2 separate regions of the Mus musculus genome follow, and region 2 is linked to region 1. A link is a contact called in public Hi-C data. All regions are on one chromosome and are shown on one strand. Each heading gives the region's core, a stretch centred on a gene start, on an enhancer-like site or on the middle of the called end of the contact. The rest is flanking DNA. Distances are from core to core; before and after follow the strand shown.

The links. A called contact is a pair of places that touch in the nucleus more often than the background predicts.
Region 2: a contact with region 1 is called in a Hi-C map of CD4 T cells, with 4 times the contacts expected there. The contact joins the promoter of Ndufs1 here to the promoter of Maip1 in region 1. A contact is called at or near these places in 2 of 39 promoter capture datasets (liver and pre-B cells) and 1 of 484 Hi-C or Micro-C datasets (CD4 T cells).

What each region holds. Positions count from the first base shown.
Region 1 is chr1:57,402,374-57,409,305 of GRCm38.p6, forward strand. It overlaps Maip1 (matrix AAA peptidase interacting protein 1), which reads left to right and starts at 3,893. Exons shown (of 5, transcript NM_001081181.3): 1 at 3,893-4,849. The coding sequence starts at 4,400. It overlaps Tyw5 (tRNA-yW synthesizing protein 5), which reads right to left and starts at 4,301. Exons shown (of 8, transcript NM_001037742.2): 1 at 4,011-4,301. The coding sequence starts at 4,088.
Region 2 is chr1:63,173,797-63,180,728 of GRCm38.p6, forward strand. Ndufs1 (NADH:ubiquinone oxidoreductase core subunit S1) reads right to left here and starts at 3,026. Exons shown (of 19, transcript NM_145518.2): 1 at 2,790-3,026. It overlaps Eef1b2 (eukaryotic translation elongation factor 1 beta 2), which reads left to right and starts at 3,035. Exons shown (of 6, transcript NM_018796.3): 1 at 3,035-3,495; 2 at 3,958-4,080; 3 at 4,643-4,769; 4 at 5,036-5,102; 5 at 5,452-5,577; 6 at 5,662-6,690. The coding sequence starts at 3,416. The coding sequence ends at 5,816. It overlaps Gm26457 (a small nucleolar RNA gene), which reads left to right and starts at 4,881; the gene lies at 4,881-4,958. Snora41 (small nucleolar RNA, H/ACA box 41) reads left to right here and starts at 5,227; the gene lies at 5,227-5,339.

The DNA of each region.
Region 1 (6,932 bases), core at 2,643-5,142:
CACAGGCCAATTATTTTGTTGAATGGCCTTGGATGTGGGTTTAATCTAGTTTCTCCATGATTAAATTTGAGTAAGGAATGCTCCACAAAAGGGTTGGTTTAGAACTCCCAGGGCACATCAGGTGGCACACGATGTTCTACCCTAACATCTACTCAATCCCTCTGCCTCCAGCTTTACTGGTATAATTTTAATGTTCAAATTATTGTAGATTTGACTAGAAGGCTGTTTTTTTTTGTGACTTTTTAAACCAACTATTTCCTTACTTCATAGCAAAATAAGATGATCCAATTATCTTTTTTATTTTCCCTGTCCAGCTTTTCAATCCATCATTTAAGAAAACTCTGGTTTCTTTTCCCTGGGATTTTCCTTTTGACATTTTAATGTATCTATATAATGTATTTTTATTATATTCATCTACCCTACAGGAGTTATTTTAGTGCTTTATCATAACTTCTGTTTTCTCAATTCCAAAAGGAAAAGACATGTAAGGGCATATGCAAAATCTAGACACTCAATTGCATATCTATCTCTAAACATATATGAACTATGCATTATGTATAAAACATATGCCAAGGTTAAATATAGCCTTTATTGTTTGTATCTTTGCAAGTTTTTGGTCAACAGTTAAAAAAACTTATTTCCCATCATCAATATTTAATCATCTACAATATTCTAGAATTTCCAGAAAACATTCTCAGAACTGCTAGCTCACGGGACTATAAAATATAAGTCTTCTCACTAGAATTGTTTTCAGTCCTTATCACCTTTGGACTGAAGACACATAATTAAAGTATTGTTTTAAAGGTAACTTTTCCACTCTCCACAACTCCTAACAGGCTTGTTTGTTGCTTTTTTTTTTTTTTTTAACTTTAGGGTTGTTTTTAAATAATCATTTCTCACTTCTGTTGAATTCTGTATGTTTGATTCAGTCTCTCTATGTAGCCCTGGCTAGCCTAGAACTCACTATGTAGACCAAGTTGGCCACAAAAATCACAGAAACCCAACTGCCTCTTCCCAACACCCTCTTTGTTTTTCTTGTATTACTTTAGATCGTAAAATATTAATCTGATTCCCCTAAGGCCAGCTATCTTATCACATTCTTCCAGATCATACTCACTCATCCTCTACACAGCCAATTAATTTCTTAAGTACTATTCCTATATTTCTCTTATCCAAAGTACCCCAAACACACATTTGCTTTTTTCTTTTTAAAAAAACGAAACAAAAAAACCCAATGTTTTCTTTTTACAAGTTTAAAACATATACTTTGAAATTCATTGCTATTAGTTTTCACATGTCATTCTTTGTTATAGCTTATATATCAAAGAATGAGTAATAATTTATCTAATTACACTCCCATGTATAGTTTACTTCTTAATATTTTTGTTTTTTTTTTTTAAGATTTATTTATTTATTATATGTAAGTACACTGTAGCTGTCTTCAGATGCACCAGAAGAGGGCATCAGATCTCTGTTACAGGTGGTTGTGAGCCACCATGTGGTTGCTGGGATTTGAACTTCGAACCTTTGGAAGAGCAGTCGGGTGCTCTTACCCCCTGAGCCATCTCACCAGCCCATAGTTTACTTCTAATAACTACTAGTATAATAGAATCCTATAGATACTGTCATATATTTAGAGAAATCTCTGCATAAATTCTTAAATACAAAATTGCTGGGCTAGAGAGATGGCTCAGTGGTTAAGAGCACTGACTGCTCTTCCAGAGGTCCTGAGTTCTATTCCCAGCAACCACATGGTGGCTCACAACCATTTGTAATAATGGGATTGGATGCTCTCTTCTGGTGTGTCTGAAGACAGATACAGTGTACTCATGTACATAAAAATAAATAAATCTTTAAAAAAAAAAAGAACCAAATAAATAAATATGAAATTGCTATAAGCCCAGTGACACACACGTAAGTAGGAGAGAGGTCTGTTGACAAGGAGTGCAATAGGAGAGGGTGGGGTGAGACTGAGTGATAGGAGTGAAAATGAGCAAAATTCATTATTTTCTGTATGGAACTGTCACTGAATTAAAAATCGCTCTGTTATAAAGTAAACATGTAGTTTGTAAGCCATATCAAGAGTTAAATCACTTGGTATAAACCAGTTGGCTGCTATGTCAATACACCCTCACCAAGGGCGAATTATCAAAGCTTCTTAACGATGGGCAACATATGTGGTCAAGAATTAGTTATCTCAGTACAGGAATGAATGACATGACTACTGATGAAAAACTGTTTTTTTTTGTTGATTTGCTTTGTTCCACTTCTAGCAGACTTACAGCAACTGAGGTGAGGTAGGAAGACAGGGAAATTTAAGGACATGGGATAGAAAGGTCCTCACCCTGCAGTCTAAAGTCTCTCACCAGCTGAGAGGTAAGAATTCAGCACAACTAGTCAGGATGTAATGGCACATACCTTTAATCCCAGCACTAGGGAGGCAGGTGGGTCTCTGTGAGCTTGAGACAGCCTGATCTACAGATCAGAATACCAGGGCAAGTAGGGCTACACAGAGATACCCTGTCTCCATAATAATAATAATTCCAGCACAATTAAAAAATCTTGCTGGGAGGTGGCCTACATGGAGGTATTTCTTTTTATAAGTAAGAATATTATAATAGTAACAAATCATGTCTAAGGCCAAAACGCATATGACCAGGTACGGCTTATCACCTTTCCTGTAAGATAGTTATTTTCTAGGATTCTCATGAGCAAGATTAAAGCTCCACCAGCAGTAAAAGACTTGTCTTTTTATATTTTGGGGGTTTTTTTGGTTTTGTTTCTTCTTTGTTTGTTTTTGAGACAAGATTTCTCCATGAAGCCCTGGCTGTCCTGGGACTTGCTCTGTAGATCAGGTTGGCCTGGAACTCAGAGATCTGCCTGCCTCTGCCTCCTGAATGTTGGGATTAAAAGCATGTGCCACCACTGACCTGTAAAAAAAGACACATCTTAACCTCCTTGTGCAATGTTAGTGAACCATGGTTTTACCTGATCAAACTATAGTATTAGCCCAAAGCATCTCTCTTGAAACATGAACTACAACTTCTTAGTAAACTTAAACTCTGCCTTATATTGACTCAATTAGAAATTCTTCTAGGGTCATCAGTAATCCTGTCTTCTCAAAGGAACACTTCAGGCTGCTCCAGCAGCATAGCGTAGCTGTAGCTACAGATCCTATCTTACTACCACTAATATACTTCAGAGACTTTTTCCCTTAGAATAATCGCCAGAATCCTTACTCTGTTATTCTGATACTTGGACTTTCTTGAAAAGTCCTGAGAGCAAACTTATTTTCTTTTCTTAAATCTAACTGCTTTCTGCTACTTCTTTCTTTAAAAACTAAAGGGAGCCGGGCGGTGGTGGCGCACGCCTTTAGTCTCAGCACTTCGGAGGCTGAGGCAGGCGGATTTATGAGTTCGAGGCCAGCCTTGTCTACAGAGTGAGTTCCAGGACAGCAAGAGCTATACAGTGAAACCCTGTCTCGGAAAAAACAAAACAACAAAACAAAACTAAAGGGCTTAATCCTTAATTATGATTCTGGCTTAAATCAAGGAATGACTTGTACCAGAGGAAACCTACGAGACGATTTCCATTGGTTTCCCTGTTGCAATCCTTCATTAGACTGAAATATCGAGTTTCAAAAATCTAATATCTCGAAATACTCCAGGGGCTGTTAGGACCAAGCAAGAGAAGGGCGAGGGATCCTGAACTAGACTTTAGGAAAAACTCCATAGAAAGGGAGCACGTGAGGTCAGAAAGCCACACGCGCGACCTCTCAGTGAGCTTCGTGCCACCCAGCTTTCTCCGGTCATCCTGCTCCCCAAAAATGTGGGGCCGTTTCTCTCCGGGGCTTTGAATTCCCGAGCAGGGCTACAGGTCCCTTCCGCTCACTCCCTTGACAGCAGAGCGCCTTCTCTTCCCCCGAACAATCTCTGGGTTGCAGGAGAGCAGATGGGCCGCCAGAAGGTACCGGGGTGTCTCCCCTGCCTTTCCGCGGCGGGCCTCCTCACCTGTGGATAAAGATGCTCCATGAACTGCTCCCGGGAGACGCCCCGCAGCCGGGGTACCGGAAGACGCTGCTCAGCCATGGTGAAATTCACAGGCCTGGGAATTTGGACGAGTTCTTCCACGCGTGATTTCCCCTGGAAACACTACTCCGGAAGAAATGGTCCGCGTAGGTGACTGACCCCAGAGGGCGGCGGCTGGTTCGAAGTGCGCACGGCGGGGAGCCCGAGGGCTTCGGCCTGGGCTGAGGGCTAACACAGCCGAAATGAGAGGACTCACCCGAGGCGGCGGCAGCGAGGCGGCCTTGGCTCCACTTCTCCAACCCCGGCGAGCTGGTTTCCCTCCGGCCTGCTTTCAGTACTGCACAGGCATGCAGAGGTGAAAGGTCACAAACATGGCGCTGGCCGCCCGTCTCCTACCTCTGCCCCTGCTTTCCCGGCCGCTGCCCGGCCCGGTCACCCGACTCCGGACTCTCGGTAGCACCGAGGTGAGGCTGACGCTGACTGAAATTTGCTGCCTGTGCCGCCGTCGCCTGGGCTCAAGCGCGGCTCCGATCCCTCGCTACACTCGGGCCTGGACAAGCCCTGCGTTGCGTTCCTGGAGCTCCCGAAGATCCCTTCTCGGCCGGGTAGAACATCCTCCAGCCCTCGCTTCTTTACCCGCTAGTCCCAGCCGCAGCTACAGCACCGAGGAGCAGCCCCAGCAACGCCAGAGAACCAGAATGATCATTCTGGGATTTTCCAATCCCATCAACTGGGTCCGGACTCGAATTTACGCCTTCCTTATTTGGGCCTATTTCGACAAAGAGTTCAGTATCGCTGAGTTCTCTGAAGGGGCGAAGCAGGTTTGTTTGCTCCCCTAACTGACCTCTCTGCCTCGTGCATTCAGCGTTTCCGTGATCAAGTGTTTAGCCATGAAGTTTCTTCATTGCGACCCGTGGTATCCAACGATGGTAGTGACCTAGACACTGAATCTTTCGGCCACTTCAGGACTTTAATAAGCTTCTAAGTGTGTTCGCATGGTCGTCAGGGAGGAGGGGTTCATTCAAGAAACTAGGATGAAGGCCTAAGTTCAAAGCCTGTTTGTCAGTGCCACTCTAAAATTAGTTAATCCTTTGGGTATGATTTTTCCAGAATTAGAAGATTAGAGAAGACAGTGCCTGGCACACATAGTAGGCACTTCATAAGTATTTGTTAAGTAAATCGAATGGAGTAAGTTATGGTGAGGAATAAGATAACACTGCCAAAGTAATAACATATCATTTCAGGTACAAAGGCAGTTTCCTACCAGCTGTTTGACAGATCTGAATTGCCTTCTGCATTCTCTACCTATATATTCTGTCAAGGATAAGAGTTTGCTGAGGCTGCTGGTCTACTTAGTGTCCAGGTCTAGCACACTGGTGATTCCTAGCTCTGACTTTGCCCATCGTGACCTTTCTGAATAGCAAGTGATGTTGCCTTAACAATGGTCACTTTGAATCTCAAGATCATTGACACAGTTTGTGTGTACATGCTTTTCTTTCCAGGAAGACTTTTTAAATCTCCTTTCATTTTCTTAGGTTGTCAGTCCCTAGCATTTCAAAACTGTTGATTAATACAAAGGTAGAAGTCATAGTTTATTCTCCAGTTCATACTGGAATAGACCATCAGGATAATAATTTAACAACATTGACTATATGCTGGTATTTTTAATTTTACTTCTGACTTATTCAGATTTTCCCCAATTCCTAGCCATTTATACCCAACTCATGTAGTTGTAAATGAGTTCTCAACTTCGTGTAATCTGGGGCAGTATTAACTCCTGTCTCCCTGGGTCCACTCTTAGCTAATATATATGTTTGCTCAAAAATAAAAGTGAGCAAGCTTGAGTGATAATGCCTACCTAAGTATGAAGATAGGGTGAATTTGCTAGTCTGTTCTCTGTGTCAGTTGTGCACAGAGGGGTAAAATGGTGGGATCCTACTCCTTACTCTGCAGTGTCCACACATGAGTCTGCTCCATCACCCATACATAACTACACTAGTTCAGGAATGGAAATCATCATATGACGTCAAATTGAAAAGGCCTCTTGTCCAATCCTTGTTTAGACACGATGAACCCAGGTGTGCTGGCGAGATGGTTCAGTGGCTAAAGAACATCTTTCAGAGATCCTAAGTTCCATTTCTAGCACCTACAAGGTACCTCATAACTAACTCTAGTGTGGAGAGGATCTTACCAGGGTAGCCTCATTATTCATTATTACATTTTAGAGCAGTTTGCTCAGGTATGATCTTGACCAACCAAAGTAGAGACGAGGGTTCTGCATAACGGTTATAGTTCCTAATATCTGGATTATCATTCATGCTGCATGTGAGAGCTTTCCAAACATAGGAGATCCCTGCCCCAGAGTGTTCAGGGAGACCTTGAATTTGGGTATGTGCATGTTCTCAAAAGTCATCTGCATTGAATTGTGGTTGTTTGCTAGGGCTATTATAGAGGGTGTCTCAGACTAAACAGCTTAAACAGAAATATTCCAATATCTAGAGATGAGAAGTTTGCCTTCTCCTCAGGCCGCTACATTTGTTTATGTCTGGCATCTCTAAACATTTCCTCCTGTCATAAAGGTACTGATGATACACTAACCAGCTTTTTATTATTATTATTATTTAATCACTTCTTTAAAGGTGTTGTCTCCAAATAATATCATATCCCAAGGTCTTAGAGTTTAGGGCTTTACCATGACCATGGCAGAGAGACAGTTCAGCTAGTAATCATTTGCAGTTCTCTGTTGCACGTGCTCGCTTTTCTCCAGCCAGTAGTCAGGTTTCAGCTACTTCCTTTATGGAACCTCTGTGGTCCTCCAAGATTAGATAGTTCTCTCTTATATCTTAAATTCTTGAACTTGTTGGCTAACATGTCTTCTCTCAGCTGGCTTAAAGCTCCTGAAAT
Region 2 (6,932 bases), core at 1,776-4,275, 5.8 Mb after region 1:
TGCCTGATGTCCAAGGAGGCCAGGAGAGGTTATCAGATCCTCTGGAACTGGAGTTACAGACAGTTGCTGAGCTGTCATGTAATTTTAGAGAATCAGATCTGGGTCCTCTGAAAGAACAGTCTTAACTACCCAGCCATCTTTCCAATCCCAAAGGTATGGCCTAGGCTGGTCTTGAATTCATGATCCTCCTGTCTGTGCTTCTTGAACATATCCTACTGGCATGTGCTACTACAACTGGCTTTTAGCTATGTAAAGACCAAGCTGGCCTGAAACTCAGAAATCCACCAACAGACCTCTGCCTCTCAAGTGCTGAAATTAAAGGCATGCACTACCACTTCAGATAAAATAGAATCCTAAACATTAAAGTCTGTAGTTATTATAGATGACATATAATTAAACATTTCATTAACTCATAATTTATTTAACTAATTCTTTAATAATGGTAATCTACAATTTACAATACTGAATTTGCAGATACCAAGTCTGTTATCCACTAGGCATTGGTTCTTTACCTATAAAGCAAATCTACAGTTTCCCAGGGTGTAATTACTAGGTCAGTAATTGCCAATAATAAAACAAAGAAAGGGCTGAAGAGATGGCTCAGTGGTTAAGAGTGCTGACTGCTCTTCCAAAGGTCCTGAGTTCAAATCCCAGCAACCACATGGTGGCTCACAACCATCCTAACAAGATCTGACACCCTCTTCTGGAGTATCTGAAGACAGCTACACTGTCCTTACATATAATAAATAAATAAATCTTAAAAAAAAAAAAAAACAAAGAAATAAAAAACAAAGAAATAATAAAAACTAACATCAATTTAATCAGTAATGGCTACTGATAATCAGTTGTATACTGTTCTTCATCTGTGTCCCTTTTCCTTATTAAAAACACGCCATGTATATATTTTATTATTCTACTTACTAAACTTGGGCTGAGCAGGTAGCTTTAGTGCAAGGCCTAAAACGTAAAGGTAGGCTGCATTGGGCTGTATGCAGAGTACAAACAACAAACAAGCCCACAATACTAAATTGAAGGTAAATTATCGATTTTGTTACCTACTAGACTGTAAGTTCCTTGACAAAAGATTTGGTTATTTCTCTTTTCTGAAGACTAGCAAGTCCCCAAATAGTTTTGCACCAAATTCCAGAATGAGCAGTACATAGCTCATTTTTAACAAGTACTGATGAGGCCAAGCACAGGGCCAATGCTTGTGATTCCAGCACTGGGAAACCTAAAGCATGAGAATCATGAATTTGAGGCCAGCCTGATCTACACCCATGAAGCTTCATCCCATAAAAACAGCCTGCACTACATCAAGAGTTTGGGGATAACCTGGCTTCTACACTGTACAGTTTGTTTTACTGGGGTTTTCTACTTGGTGGGGTTTGTTTGTTTGTAGACAGACCTCATGTACCTCAGACTGGCTTCACACTTGCTATGAAGTCAAGGATTAACTTGGACTCCTAAACTTCAGGCCTCCACTTCCCAAGCAAGGAGCAGAATTATCAACACGCACCACCATGTCCAGATTGGTATATATTTTACTGTTGTTGTTGTTGTTGACATTCATTTACTTACTCCGTGAGTGTCACCATAAACACACAAGGAGGTGGGTGGGGCGGGTGCCTGTGAAAGTTAAAGGACACCCTTTGAAAGTCAGTTCTTTCTTTCCATCAATGTGGGTCCTGGAGATCTAACTCAGGATGTCAGGATTGGCAAGCATCATTTCCAACTAAGATCTTTCCCAGCTCTAATATGTATTTTAGACATAGTATCTACCAAATAGGAACAAAAATAGCCAGTCAAGTCAGGGATGTAGCTCAGTTAGTAGAGTCCTTACCTAATCACACACAAAGTTCTCCGTTCAATCCTCACATCTCAGCCTCCCCTTTCTGGAATTACAGACAGGTACCATCATCACACCCTGGCTCTAATATCTTGGCTGTATCTTATAAAAGTAACTTTCTAAAAGGCGCTGATGAGCTGGCTTAGAATATTAGATTTAGTGATGGGGTGGGGGTGGATCCCAGAAATCTGTTTGGTCTTACAGACATGAACCTCACAAACTTGAAGACACCGCAGCTTCCTGATCTGCAGCGGACTCCAGGCTAACTTTTTAAGATTCATTTTTAGTTTATGTGTGCATGTGCTTATCTGTGTGTGGGTAATGTGCACTTCTAAGTGCCGGTGCTCACAGTCCAAAAGAGAGTGGAGAATTCCCTGATAAGGTTACATGGCAGCTGGGAGTCTTCTGACTGGGCTAGTGGGAACCGAACTCGGATCCTCTCTGCAAGGCACTCTTAACCGCTTGACTCTCCCTCCAGCTCCGACTGAGCTAACTTTTAGTTTTTGTCAGTTCTCCCCGTCGGTGGAATGAATAAAATACTACCCAACATGATCACCGGGCTAGACAAAAACAAACAGTAGCGTGGACAGGTTCAAGACAGCAACTAAACCGATGCCTGAGGTTTAAGTCTCTCGTGACCCTGGGAGATGAACCGGTCTCCTGATGACAGGGCCATCTCCTGTCTTCCCCTGCAAAGAGAGAGTAGCTCGCAAGCCCGGACTCCCAAAGGTCTCCTGATCGGCTTAGGCTCCATCAGACCAGAAACCAAGGCTCATAACCCTCACCTGCCGGCTCTCCCGGGTTCCAGAGGTGGCGGGGCAGGAGCTGGTACCCAGTCAAGGGCAAGAGGAGAACGGCTTGTCTGACCTATGGGATGCAGACCTGCCAAAAAAGAAAACACCACTCGAAGCGCTTCAACTTGCCCACTTCAACGCGTCCTCACCTTTCCTCCGGAGCCCACCGAGTAGTTCCGCGGACCTGTCCGGGTCTCCCTGACCCCTCAAAACCCTGGCCGCTAAGTCAATATGGCGGCCACGGCAACCTCTGTCAGCCCGACCTGGAGGACGGAAAGCCAGGAGGGACTAGAAACACAGATTCGACTGTTTTTCCCCGTCTTCGGACCTGTTCGGCAATTTCCGAGAGCGAGCCCGGGAGGAAGCGGAGAAGACGACTTGGACCTGCAGTTCCGCCGGAAGTAGCCGAGGCCTTGCGTCCGAGCGCTTTCGTTCAACTCCGGCTCCTCAGAGGGCGTTTCCCTTCGTTTCGGAGTCCTTGGAGCGAAGGCATTTTAAAATGCCTCCTTTATTAATTTTCTTCCAAAGACAAGGGAAGGCCGGCGGACGACCTGTGGGCCCTTTAGTTACCAAGTCGCAGTGGTACGCGGAGGACCGAGACTAGGAACGGACCTTGACCTTTAACCTCTAGCCGGGGCGGCGGAGGGAAACGCCTCCGTCTCTATATAAGGAGTTTTCCGGACGCTCTGGGTCCTTTTTTTCCCTCAGCGCTGGCCGCGGCCTCCCGGCGCTCTCGTCCTCCGCTTTTGCACAGCTCCCCGTTCCAGCCTTCGCCATGGGATTCGGAGACCTGAAAACCCCTGCCGGCCTCCAGGTGCTCAACGATTACCTGGCGGACAAGAGCTACATTGAGGGGTGAGCAGGAGCCGAGAGGCTGGGGGGCCGGGGCCACGTGGCGCGGGCTCGGCGGGAAGGAAGCGGGTCTCCGGATGCTGGGGGACGCCGAGTCAGTGCTCCCGGGGCCGGGATGCCAATGGAGCGGGACCTCCCGGGAGGGGCTGCCAGCATTATAATTGAGATGATGCTTGCTCTCCGTGTGCCCACGTCCAGCTGGTTCTTCCGCGTCTTTGGACAAGTTAGTTTGTTAGTTGAAACCTGTGGCAAGTCTGGTGGGATGAGTTCTCCTGGGTGGCAGATAGTTCTTGGGCTTGCCTAGATTCAAACATGTTCTGTGTCCTTTCAATGAGAAGCAACTTAGGCTAGCCCTGTAATTGTTCTCACTAGTTAGCTTGACGGATATGGGCTATGTCATTTACCAGCTAGTGTTTGTGTCTTTTCTTTTAAAGGTCTGTGCACTTGTTTTTGTGTCACTGGCAGGTACGTGCCATCACAAGCAGACGTGGCAGTATTTGAAGCAGTTTCTGGTCCACCACCTGCTGACCTGTGTCATGCCCTACGTTGGTATAATCACATCAAGTCGTATGAAAAAGAAAAGGCCAGGTAAAGGTATCTTTGTGCTACCTGGATTTTCACATGCAAAGTAGGGACCGGGTTAAAGTTGGCTTTAGCATTGCTGACCTAGTGTGAGCTGAATTTCTTTGTGACCTTACAAGGCCAAGAGACTGAAGTCCTCCATTTTCTCACAGAACAGGTAGAACATGGACAACCGCAGTTCACCTTTCCCACACCTCTCTGATCATGTGCTTTGGACCTGGGGGGGCCACCGCTGGGGTGTGAGGGTAGCTCGCTCATTCGGTCCCTGGCCATTCTTCTGAAACTACCAGCAAGGGTGGAAGTTTGGGGAAGTGGATTCCAGTTCACTAAGAATGGAAGTGAGCATACTTAATGAAATCTCAAACAGATGTTCATTCTGAAAGAGTAAGCCGTAGTGAGTACTGAATACAATGTCTCCCATGGGTGAAGAGTAAAGTTATTTGCCTGGGATTGTGCTAAAGGTTAAATAACCAGAAGAGAGTGGGAGTTCCTGGGAAAGGAAGATTGTGTGTTTTGCCTAGAAAGGGCTTTGACACTGACCTAATGTGGCAGAATGTTTGTTTTCAAGCCTGCCGGGAGTGAAGAAATCTTTGGGCAAGTATGGCCCTAGCAGTGTAGAAGACACCACAGGAAGTGGAGCTGCAGATGCTAAGGATGATGACGACATTGATCTCTTTGGATCTGATGATGAGGAGGTATGACTTCATCTTTATCCAAGCATATTGAGAAGCCTGAGGACAGATGCCATAGCCACTCCCTGGATGGATCCTGGCGTGGCTTTATTGTCTGCCTTTTAAAATTTATCACTGGGTACATGATGAATAAAATCAAATCACCTTCTTTCGGCTGAGCTCCTGATGGATTTGCTTTTTCTGATAAATCTGGTGGGTTTTGTGATGACCTTGTCACTACATTTAAGCAGAAGATAACCAACTTTGTGAAACATCTTTTCTCTGTACAGGAAAGTGAGGAAGCAAAGAAGCTACGAGAAGAACGCCTTGCACAGTATGAGTCCAAGAAAGCTAAAAGTGGGTAATCTTCATTGTTAGTAGTGTTGATTTCAGGAGCTTGTCCAGTGCTTGCCCTAAAGTGGATTTTCCCCAGTTAAATTGAATGGGTCAATATTTTAAAACTTCCACAGCTACTGGTCTACAGCTGTCTTTATGGTAGCAGTTGTAGCATTCCTCTGTGGGAAAGAAACTGTTACACAATTTAATGCCTCTTTCTTAGCCACACAGGAGGAGGATTATGTGTGACAGACACAAGGCAAATTGTGTGTGTGTTTGACAAAAAGATGGTCTGTTTTAAAACAAATTTGAGATTTGACTTAATGGTGAAAGTGTTGAGTGTTTAGGTGCACTTCTTAATCTTCCTTAGAGCCTGCAGTTGTTGCGAAGTCTTCCATCCTACTAGACGTGAAGCCTTGGGATGATGAGACGGACATGACAAAACTAGAGGAGTGTGTCCGAAGCATTCAAGCAGATGGCCTGGTGTGGGGCTCCTGTAAGTGTGATGCTTGTGTTTTAGGGATTTGTGCGTTTTCCCGTAAGGATTTCCTAACATTTACCCCTTGATGTTCTTTTTTAGCTAAATTGGTTCCAGTGGGATATGGAATTAAAAAGCTTCAAATACAGTGTGTAGTTGAAGATGATAAGGTTGGAACGGATATGCTGGAAGAGCAAATTACTGCTTTTGAGGACTACGTACAGTCCATGGATGTGGCTGCTTTTAACAAGATTTAAATCATTCTTAAGTCAGTGCACTTAAATAAAAGCTTGAAAGATAACCCTTGGCTCTTCATTTTGCTGTGAAATGGTATGTCTTCATTTTGAAGGAAAGGATTCAGTGTAACTCATTAGTGGCGAAAACTTGAACTGGAAAGAGAAATAGCTCAGCATTTTTAAACCACTCAGCTTGATGACCAGACCAACCTGAAGTTGTCTTTTAGCCAACACTGTGTGTACCATAGATATAATTAAAAGGAAGATAAAGAACTGATGTGTTATTAAAGATTTAGCAATTAGAGTATACTTTTGTGATTAGTGAAATAATTCTTTTGCTGTTAGCAGTACATGATACTATTGATAAACTGTCACTAGATGCCTTCGATGTCTTTCTGAAAAACTGAATCTTGGGCTGCTGAGATGACTCTATGATAGCCACTGAGGTTGCTTACTGTTTGGTTCACTCCATAGAGTAAGAGCGAAACTCTAGAAGGTGCTCTGATGGCCACGAGCACAACACCTGTACATAAGAGTTTTTGGAAGTGTCCTGAAAGGAACATTGTAGGCTCATAAGGTGGTCAAGTGTGGGTTTTCAGAACTCAACCTAGAGATGGAGGGAAGTGCTGGGGGAGGCAGTATGCGCAAAGCTATTCCTTGGAGACACTTGTGGGAGGTTATGCTGCTCTAGAAGTACGTTATGAAATGTATCACAGGGCTGGAGAGATGGTTAAGAACACCAACTGCTCTTCTGAAGGTTGTGAGTTCAAATCCCAGCAACCGCATGGTGGCTCACAACCATCTGTAATGGGATCTGACACCCTTTTCTGATGCTTCCGAAGACAGCTACAGTGTACTTAGATATAATAATAAATAAATCTTTTTTAAAAAAATACATCACAGCAGTTTCAGCTTTGTGTTAAATTTTTGATATCTAAACATTTACTATAATTTTTACTGTTTGGGCATTTTTTTTTAAATAAATTTTATTTTATGTATATCAGTACACCGTAGCTGTCTTCAGACACACCAGAAGAGGGCATCGGATCCCATTACAGATGGTTGTGAGCCACCATGTGGTTGCTGGGATTTGAACTCAGGACCTCTGGAAGAGCAGTCGGTGCTCTTAGCCACTGA